Linked DNA regions of Xenopus laevis: region 1 is linked to region 2. The links are chromatin contacts, called in public Hi-C maps. All regions are on one chromosome and are shown on one strand. The core of a region is the stretch at or near the end of the contact, and the rest is flanking DNA. Distances in the headings are between cores, read along the strand shown.

The links. A called contact is a pair of places that touch in the nucleus more often than the background predicts.
Region 1: a contact with region 2 is called in a Hi-C map of the XTC cell line, with 2.2 times the contacts expected there. The contact joins the promoter of prdm14.L here to the enhancer-like site in region 2. A contact is called at or near these places in 2 of 4 Hi-C or Micro-C datasets (the XL177 cell line and the XTC cell line).

What each region holds. Positions count from the first base shown.
Region 1 is chr6L:128,630,328-128,634,607 of Xenopus_laevis_v10.1, reverse strand. prdm14.L (PR domain zinc finger protein 14) reads left to right here and starts at 2,764. Exons shown (of 8, transcript XM_018268079.2): 1 at 2,764-2,969.
Region 2 is chr6L:128,567,593-128,571,762 of Xenopus_laevis_v10.1, reverse strand. No RefSeq gene overlaps it. Among protein-coding and RNA genes, the nearest start is that of LOC121394882, 32 kb to the right of the region's middle. Within about 2 kb of position 2,447, at least 2 of the 7 cell types and tissues checked have an H3K27ac peak or open chromatin away from gene starts, as enhancers often do.

The sequences.
Region 1 (4,280 bases), core at 1,515-4,014, 63 kb before region 2:
AGGTTCTAACATTCATTCAAACCAGGCCTGGGATAGTAGTCTGTGGGTTCTGGCAACAAATGCCAGAGGGGCTGCTGTAAATTGCCATCGACAATCGTTATTTATTGGGCTGGCGGCGGGTTGTTTGGGCCTCTGTGTACCTGAAATCTCAGTCCTGACCTGATTCGAACCGGTACCACCAGGGACCTGCAGGCATCACTGATAAGAAGGAGACAAGCAGCACATTAAAGCATATTGAAACCAGTTATAACTTGGGAAATTAAGGCTAAATTGACCAGCAAACCTAATAAAGGTCCAGGCAGAGACTGAAACGTTAAGCTGTCACTATACTCGGTATAATAATAAGGTCATTTTATGCTGAAGTTTAGTTATTTATATCACGTGTGAATTGTGGCTTTACACAAACAGCAAGTCCCCAGCAATGAGCACAATTCCAGCTAGAAGCCCTGTCCTGTTTAATGGGCTGTTCCTAGAATCCCCCTGCCTTGACATATTTTGATTTAGTTAAGTGGGCATCATCTATATTGGAGGAAAACACAAACACATTGATTATATGTTGCCAGAGGGCTATGTGTGCAGCTAATGCATATTTCTTCCCTACAAGCAGGACTAGGAGTGAGAGCTGCCCAAGCCTGTGTCATCCCATGAGCTGTGCTTGTGTAGAACTGCACCTAGGGACACAGCTGCTTGTACTCATCTGTCACTGATTAGCTGATTGTCTCCCCAATTTAAGGGATTACTGATAAGATCTATATTTCAACTGAGCTGTGTGTCTGGGGGTGTCTGCTTTGGGGGACTTTGCAGGTTTCTCAGAGGCCCAGAGTGGGCAATAATGGGATAAATAAAGGGCCCAGTTGGTGATGTCCTGGTTCTGCAGCCAACCTGAAGCCTGTATGGCAATATATTCACATATATACACAGACATATATATATATATACACATATATACACACATATATACACATATATACACATATATACACACATATATACACATATATACACATATATACACACATATCACGCAACCTTCGCTCTGCTTCTGATCTTCGCCTCACTTCTCCTCTCATCTCTCACTTCTGCCCATTCTCATCTACAAGACTTCTCTTAGGCTTCTGCTTTTCTCTGGAACTCTCTGCCTCGAGCTGTCAGACTTTCTCCTTCTTTCCAAACTTTCAAAACTCTCCTTAAAGACCCACCTGTTTAAAGAAGCTTATTCAATGTACCTTAATTAATCAATCATAGCTGTATCATAAATCATACATTGTTTCTAAAATCCTAATGTCTCAATTGTACCCTGACCTTTAGTTTGTAAACTCTAATTTGTAGGGCCCTCTAATCCTATTGTACTCTGTGACCCTTCTTTGTTATCATCCATTTATTCCCTGTTTGTTATAACTAAGGTAAAGCACTGCGTATCTTGTCGGCGCTATATCAATAAATAAATAAATAAATGATGATGATATATACACATATACACATATATACAGTAGAACCCCCATTTAACATCCCCTGATTTTAAGTTTTTCCTCATTTTACATTGTTGTTTTGTGGTCCCACCTATATATTATACAGAATACATTTCCCTGATTTTACATTTTCCTGGATTTTACACCATTTTTTTCTGGTCCCCCAAAAAACATAAAATGGGGGTTGTAGTGTATACACATACACACATATATACACATATATATACACACACACACAAATATATATATATATACACATTTATACACATTTATACATATATTAGGGATGCACCGAATCCACTGTTTTGGATTCGGCCGAACCCCCGAATCCTTCGCGAAACATTCGGCTGAATACCGAACTGAATCCTGATTTACATATGCAAATTGGGATTCGGTTCAGCCGGGCAGAAGGATTCGGCCGAATCCGAATCCTGCTGAAAAAGGCCGAATCCTGCCCGAATCCCGAACTGAATCCTGGATTCGGTGCATCCCTAACATATATACACATATATACACATATATATATAGAAGTAGTAGAGATCGCACTCACGGGTCTTAGGTATAGTAAGTAGATTTTTATTGTGGACAATCGCTGAGGTTTCGGCTGATACAACAGCCAAGTGAGAAAGGCTGTTGTATCAGCCGAAACGTCAGCGATTGTCCACAATAAAAATCTACTTACTATACCCAAGACCTGTGAGTGCGATCTCTACTACTCAGGGGCGATCCTGGCCCCCCCTCCCCCGGAAATTCGCTCTTAAAGTAGCAGGAGCAGCTTTTTTGGCACCCCTGGTACCTAGTGGGGCGCTGCTGCCTGAGGCGACAGCCTCAACTTGCCTCATTGGCGAAGCACCCCTGTTACTACTTCTATTGACTTTACTGAACGAGGACTGCACCCAGGCACCGATGACCTCAATATCGTGAGTGCCGGTTATTTGCTCTACACACACATATATATATACACACACATTTACACATATAAACGCATATATATACACATATATAAACATATACACACATTTATACACATACACACACACACACATATATATATATACACATTTATACACACATATATACACACACACATATATACATAGACACACATATACACACATACACATATATCCATCAGCAGGTACAGTGAGGAGCAGCCTTCTAAGGAAGGTCCACAGAGACCAAGGGAAGATGAGCAGATCACTAGCCAATGGCTGTTGGGGGTGAGGTGGGAGGGGCTAGAGATGCAGTTTTTCAGGACACACTTTGGGACTGCACGTGACCCCCACCCCCTTTCCTGAATTTCCTTTTAACACCATCTGCCTCGTACAAGTCTCAGACACGAGCAAGAGCTCACACTCCAGGCTTGATCCTTCCCAAAGCAAGAGATGAGCCAGAGCCCGACCCCTGCACCAGGCAACAGTCATTAGACACGGGATGAGCTGGAGCCGCAGGATTCTACTTGGAGGCTTAACTGGAATTATCGAGCTTTCACTGCTGACAGTAAGTACAATTCCCTTCTAAATGCGTCGAATTATTGCTCTTTGGCGCAACCTTAAGCGCTAAGTGCGTCATTCTGCAACCTCTGGCAGCCAGACTGATGTCTCAACGTTTTGTTAATGTGGAGCGACGGCTTCATTATTTGTGACCTCTTCCCCTGACCCCGTGTTTGTCCATTTGTGTGTCACGACCCCGTTTTGTTTCAATGATCGCTCTGCCATTCATCTCGCCCATCGGATCCCATTCATGGACATTTAAGCTGCTGTCCGTTTAACAATCGTGCGAATTGTTTATTGATCATTAAAAAAAGGTTATTGTAAGCGGGGACTGTTTAACCCGACCCCCTGCACATAAACCACTCGCTGGGGTCGGCTGGGCTCATTTATTCCTTCCAGATCCACAACCCGAATTAGCCCTTTATTTTCCTGTATCTGATGAGAACGAAATTGACATTGATTTTTAAATATTCTCCATAGCCAGTTGACAAAATTCGTTTCAATTTATATCTATCTATGTTTCTGTATTGTCTGTAACTAAATTCATAAATGATCAAACCAATTCCAAACACACATATACACAATAATTTTTTTTCTAACGAATATAATTAATTAGAGAACTGGAATCCTTATTCTCTTGATTTTACATAATTATCCCTTGTGCCAGAACAGAGCTTCTACAAAAAGGTACATATAAAACATTTATTTCTCCCCCAAATCCAAGGAAAAATAAAAATGTACACAAAATGAACCCACAAAAATATTTGTTGATTGTAAATTTCCAATTCTATAAAGAATAATAATAATACATAATTTATTACTGAACCTACAAAGAAATAACCTTGATGAGAGTCAATATCCTTCTGTTGTTAGAAGGATTCAGGGCTAAATTTACACAATATTCAGGTAATCTCCCCATTTTCTCTTTCCCTTTTGTGTGAATGAATATATCCCCTGCCTTGGGCATGACTTTTGGTATCAGCAATCACTTAATTAGCTGCTAGAGAAGCTGCATTACATACAGAGAAAAGATTGCAAAGCAGCACCTTAAAACCAACTCAGGGAGGGAACTATGCAAGTCAATGAGATCCCTTACTAAGCAGGGCTTGGAATGATTCTCTTCATTATGGTATTGGTACCCAATTAGCAATCTAATAATAGGGTTTATCTGACAAACCTACTGCTCTTAGACCTGTGTTTATTTGCAACAAACTAAAAATCAGAAATGTTCTCATGGGGAAGGAAATGTTAAAGTGTAACTTTTAATAGAATTGGATTTTTACCATAGAAAATGATCTGAAACTTTAAGAAAACGAAT
Region 2 (4,170 bases), core at 1,198-3,697:
TCATTTTCACTTTTAACTAATTTAAATAAATGTTCATTGACAATGCTGAGTGTTGGTTGCAAATGCAGACATACCCTGACCTGCTGTATAGATACCCAATAACTAATAAGAAGAAGTGTCAAAATGGCACTCTTTGTTATTTGATACCTTTCTATAGTTGTTGCATATTATAATTTATACATTATTTCTATTCTTTGCAAAAAGCTGGCTATTTGATCAAGATTTTTTTCCTGAGCCGTAGCACAAAAATGGAATATGGAATAAATAAAACGATGGCTATTCCCAGGAGATGGGTTGTGTCCTCAGTTTCCCTGCAGCTCATATAGTACGTGTAGAGGGGAATTTGGGAGCTATAGCCTATTAAGGCCAATCAGTTAACAGGTCAGTCATTAAAAGATGACATGTTTGTCACACCTCAGTATCACAACAGCTGCCCTGGTGCCTACACCTGAAAGGATCTAATGGTCATTCATCTGATTTCCTCCAACAACAGTAGACAATACATACACAAATAATACCCAAGGCAGCCTATTAGCTCAATGATTACCCCACTCATTGCTGTAACCTATAAGGAAAATGAGTCTAATGATCCTTGGGGTGTGCCAGGAGTCTCTGCTGTTACATGATGAAATTCTATTTGCTTCAGTGAAAAAAAAGGACACCAACATTTCCTTCTGGCTCATTGTTTATTCTACATGAGAAAAGTCAAATAAAAATCTAATTCTGACTCCTAGCCACGTCATAGCCATCATAGCCAGCATTACAGCAAGCCAAGTGGCTCCCCAACACTTGTTAGCTAAACAGCCTCAAAGAAGTTGATACAGATTAATAAAACTCTTTTCATTATATTGCATTTCTTATGAGTTTGAAATTTATATAGAAAATACGTGCGTTCATCTTCATGGAACAGCTAAGGGATCTATTATCCAGAATGCTTGGGATTTGGATGTATTTTCGTATATGGGGGTATTCTATAATTTGGAACACTATGATCTATTAAATAAAAACACAGTATGGTTTTGCCTTCAGTATGCCATTAATATGGATTTAGGCAACTAAGTAACATAAAGTACAGGCTTTACCTCTTGTATAGGTGATTGGTTGTTTGTGTATGTAATTGTTATGTTTAAGACATACATCCATTTATAGCACAGCGCTGTGGAATATGTTTATTAATACGTTACTTTTCAAAATGTTTTATTGTTTTTTTTCATTGACAAGAACAAAATACAGCAGTTTATCAAAATTATATCACACTCTGTCTCACAATCTGACAAAATGTTAGTCATGCTTTAAAAATACTTAGCAAAATATAGGGAATATTAATCAAAAGAGTATAAATCTAAACATATCTATCTCTGCTCAAATAATGAATAATAGCCCAAAAGAGTAAGAAAGATTCAAATCTCTGTTCGTCCCTTTCTTTTCCTTTTTCTTTTTAACTAAAGGGGCTATTCCCCTCTGTATTGGAAAAACATTGAAATGCAAACAAAATGTGAATAAATACATGATACTATTAATGACTATTACAGAAAATACATACAACTAATAAAATATTGTCATTTAAACATTACTGGTCAGACTTATGTTTTTAAAACAAGAAAATATTTCAAATTCAAAGTTTCAACATTTATTGAATATAAAATAATAGTACATTTATGGCATCCATTATCTGGAAAACCATTATCCAGAAAGGCCATCTCCCACAAGACTCCATTTTATCCAAAGATTAAAAATGATTTCTCTTTTCTCTGTAATAATAAAACAGTGCCTTGTATTTGATCCAAACTAAGATATAATTCATCCTTATTGGAAGCAAAACCAGCCTATTGGATTTATTTAATGTTTACATGATTTTCTAGTAGACTTAAGATATGAAGATCCAAATTATGAAAACTACAGTGCCCTTCCACTTGGCTGTCTGTCCTTTCTATCTGTATGTCACACACTGGGTATTACTATTCTTGTTCTATTTTACTCATTTGTTTGTTGGATTAATACGTCATTCTTTGTTCAGTCTACCCCTTTTTTTAATTCCTTCCGTTCATTCCTTCTGTCTTTCTCCAGTGACCTATCCATACATCTACCTACTTTTGCCTATCTATCTTTGTTTCTCTATCTTTGCCACTATCTATAGATCATCTGTCTCTGTCCTCATCCTTTCTTTGTTTCGGGGTAATGTACTTAAACCTACTGCCCACATGATGAAGTTAATTGCCGTTCTTAACTGCTGTGTCTGTATGTAAAAGAGTGGCACACTTTGAATGGAGGAGCAGTAAAAGAAAAAGAAAAGATTGACCAGAGGGTAACCCCCCTTCCTTTAAAAACCTTGCAGTGCAATTGCCTTTATTAACAAGCCCACAATGTTGTTAGAAGCCCACACAGGCCCGATGCTAGAAGACTTTAAACAATGCCCGAGGCACATGCAGACACAATTACCCTAGGTCTGCACACTTTACATCTTAATAGGGATTAAGTCTTCTTAGCACGTGTGCAGCACACTCCCAGCAGCCCTCACACTAATTCCGTGTAAGGCAGCATCAGTCAGAGACAACAGAGGACGTAAGACAGGGCAAACAGAATGTAAATACAGCATATTGAATGATCCCTTTACAGCCCAGATGTGCACATTTGAATGCACTGAATATCAGCACTTCTGTTCAGAGCACCTATGGCAACCATAAAAAACAACAGTTTATGGCCACCACACCATATCACGGCATCATTACTGGCTGAAGCAAACAGGACTTTTATTAAATGACTTACTGCCAAGTCTGATTTAAGTGTTTACAGTCTCATTGACAGCAGGGATCTCTACACACATATAACACGTCCAATTAGCAATAAGCTAAACCAAGCGCTTGTGTATTTTGATGGCTTATTTTGGATCAACATTTCATTTTGTAAGACAAACCTCCCAAGGATATAACATCCTCTGTAGGTCAAGGCACATTCTAGATGAAGCACTACCATAAGTGATGCAGTTGCCCCTAGAATTAGGCTGATGCTTTGATGACGTATTATTTGCTTAAAACTTTATAAAGTTGAGGGAAAAAAGGTTAAATGTTTGATCCGTCTAATAAATATGTGCTGATGATTTCTTTTAGCTAACCCCCTAAAAAAAAACTAAAAAAAAAAATACAGAAAAAAAGAGTGGGGAAACATGAACAGCATAAAATGTATTAAGTAAAAATACACTGCTTCCAGCGGAAGTCACTCTAAGAAAAACACGTAAACAATTTACGCCTTATTTTACACAGCGAAGATTGGTGATGGGTGGTGTATTATCCTACCATTTTTTACACCACATAATAAATATGCCCCTTATTGTGCCATCCCAGATGATCAACAACTTCAGCTCTTTCTGACCTTGTTCCACCATCGTCATGCTGTTGGAATTGGCATTATATGTATCTGTGTTCTCTGCTGCTGTAGGTACTTGGGATGGCTAGTCACATATTCATATTGCCAAAAGTTTAATTTCTGACTGATATAACCATGATATAACCATGTTCCTCAAAGAATGCCATATACTGTCATATGTAGAAGGAGCACAGCCAACTCTGGTTATAAGATTGATCCCATTGGGTCAGTTGTCTGGATTAGTGCAATAGGCAAAAAATCGCAACATGTGAATAAATGGTGTTGTCACCAGTAGGCTGGGGTGAAGTTATCATCCTACATATAAATCTAGGGGTGATAACTTAGAAACACAATCCTTCACTGTAATTTCAGACCTGTACTTAAACTACTTGATTTCTAGCCTGCTTTACAGGACATTAATTACCCTGTAAGGGTAATTAAAAGAAATATTTTGAGACTGAAACTGCTACAGTACCACCTACTGATGACAAGGGGAAGTGCTGTTGCTTTAATGTGTGTGTTTTCACATTCATTTTTGAGCATAAAAGTAAAAGAGTAGAATGTATGCATAAGTGGAAAATACAGGGCAAGAATGATCTGTACACACAATTATTCCTCCACATTCCCTACTTTATTGTCTATTTAACAGAAATAATATAAGATACAGATATTACACTAAATTAAATATATTTGATTCAGGCCAAATAGAGATACAAGAGATATATACTTTAGTTTTCTATGAAATTTTCTATGGAATGGCACAAAAAGAGTAAAAAAAAAAAAAAGGTAATTATTACATAAGGTTTG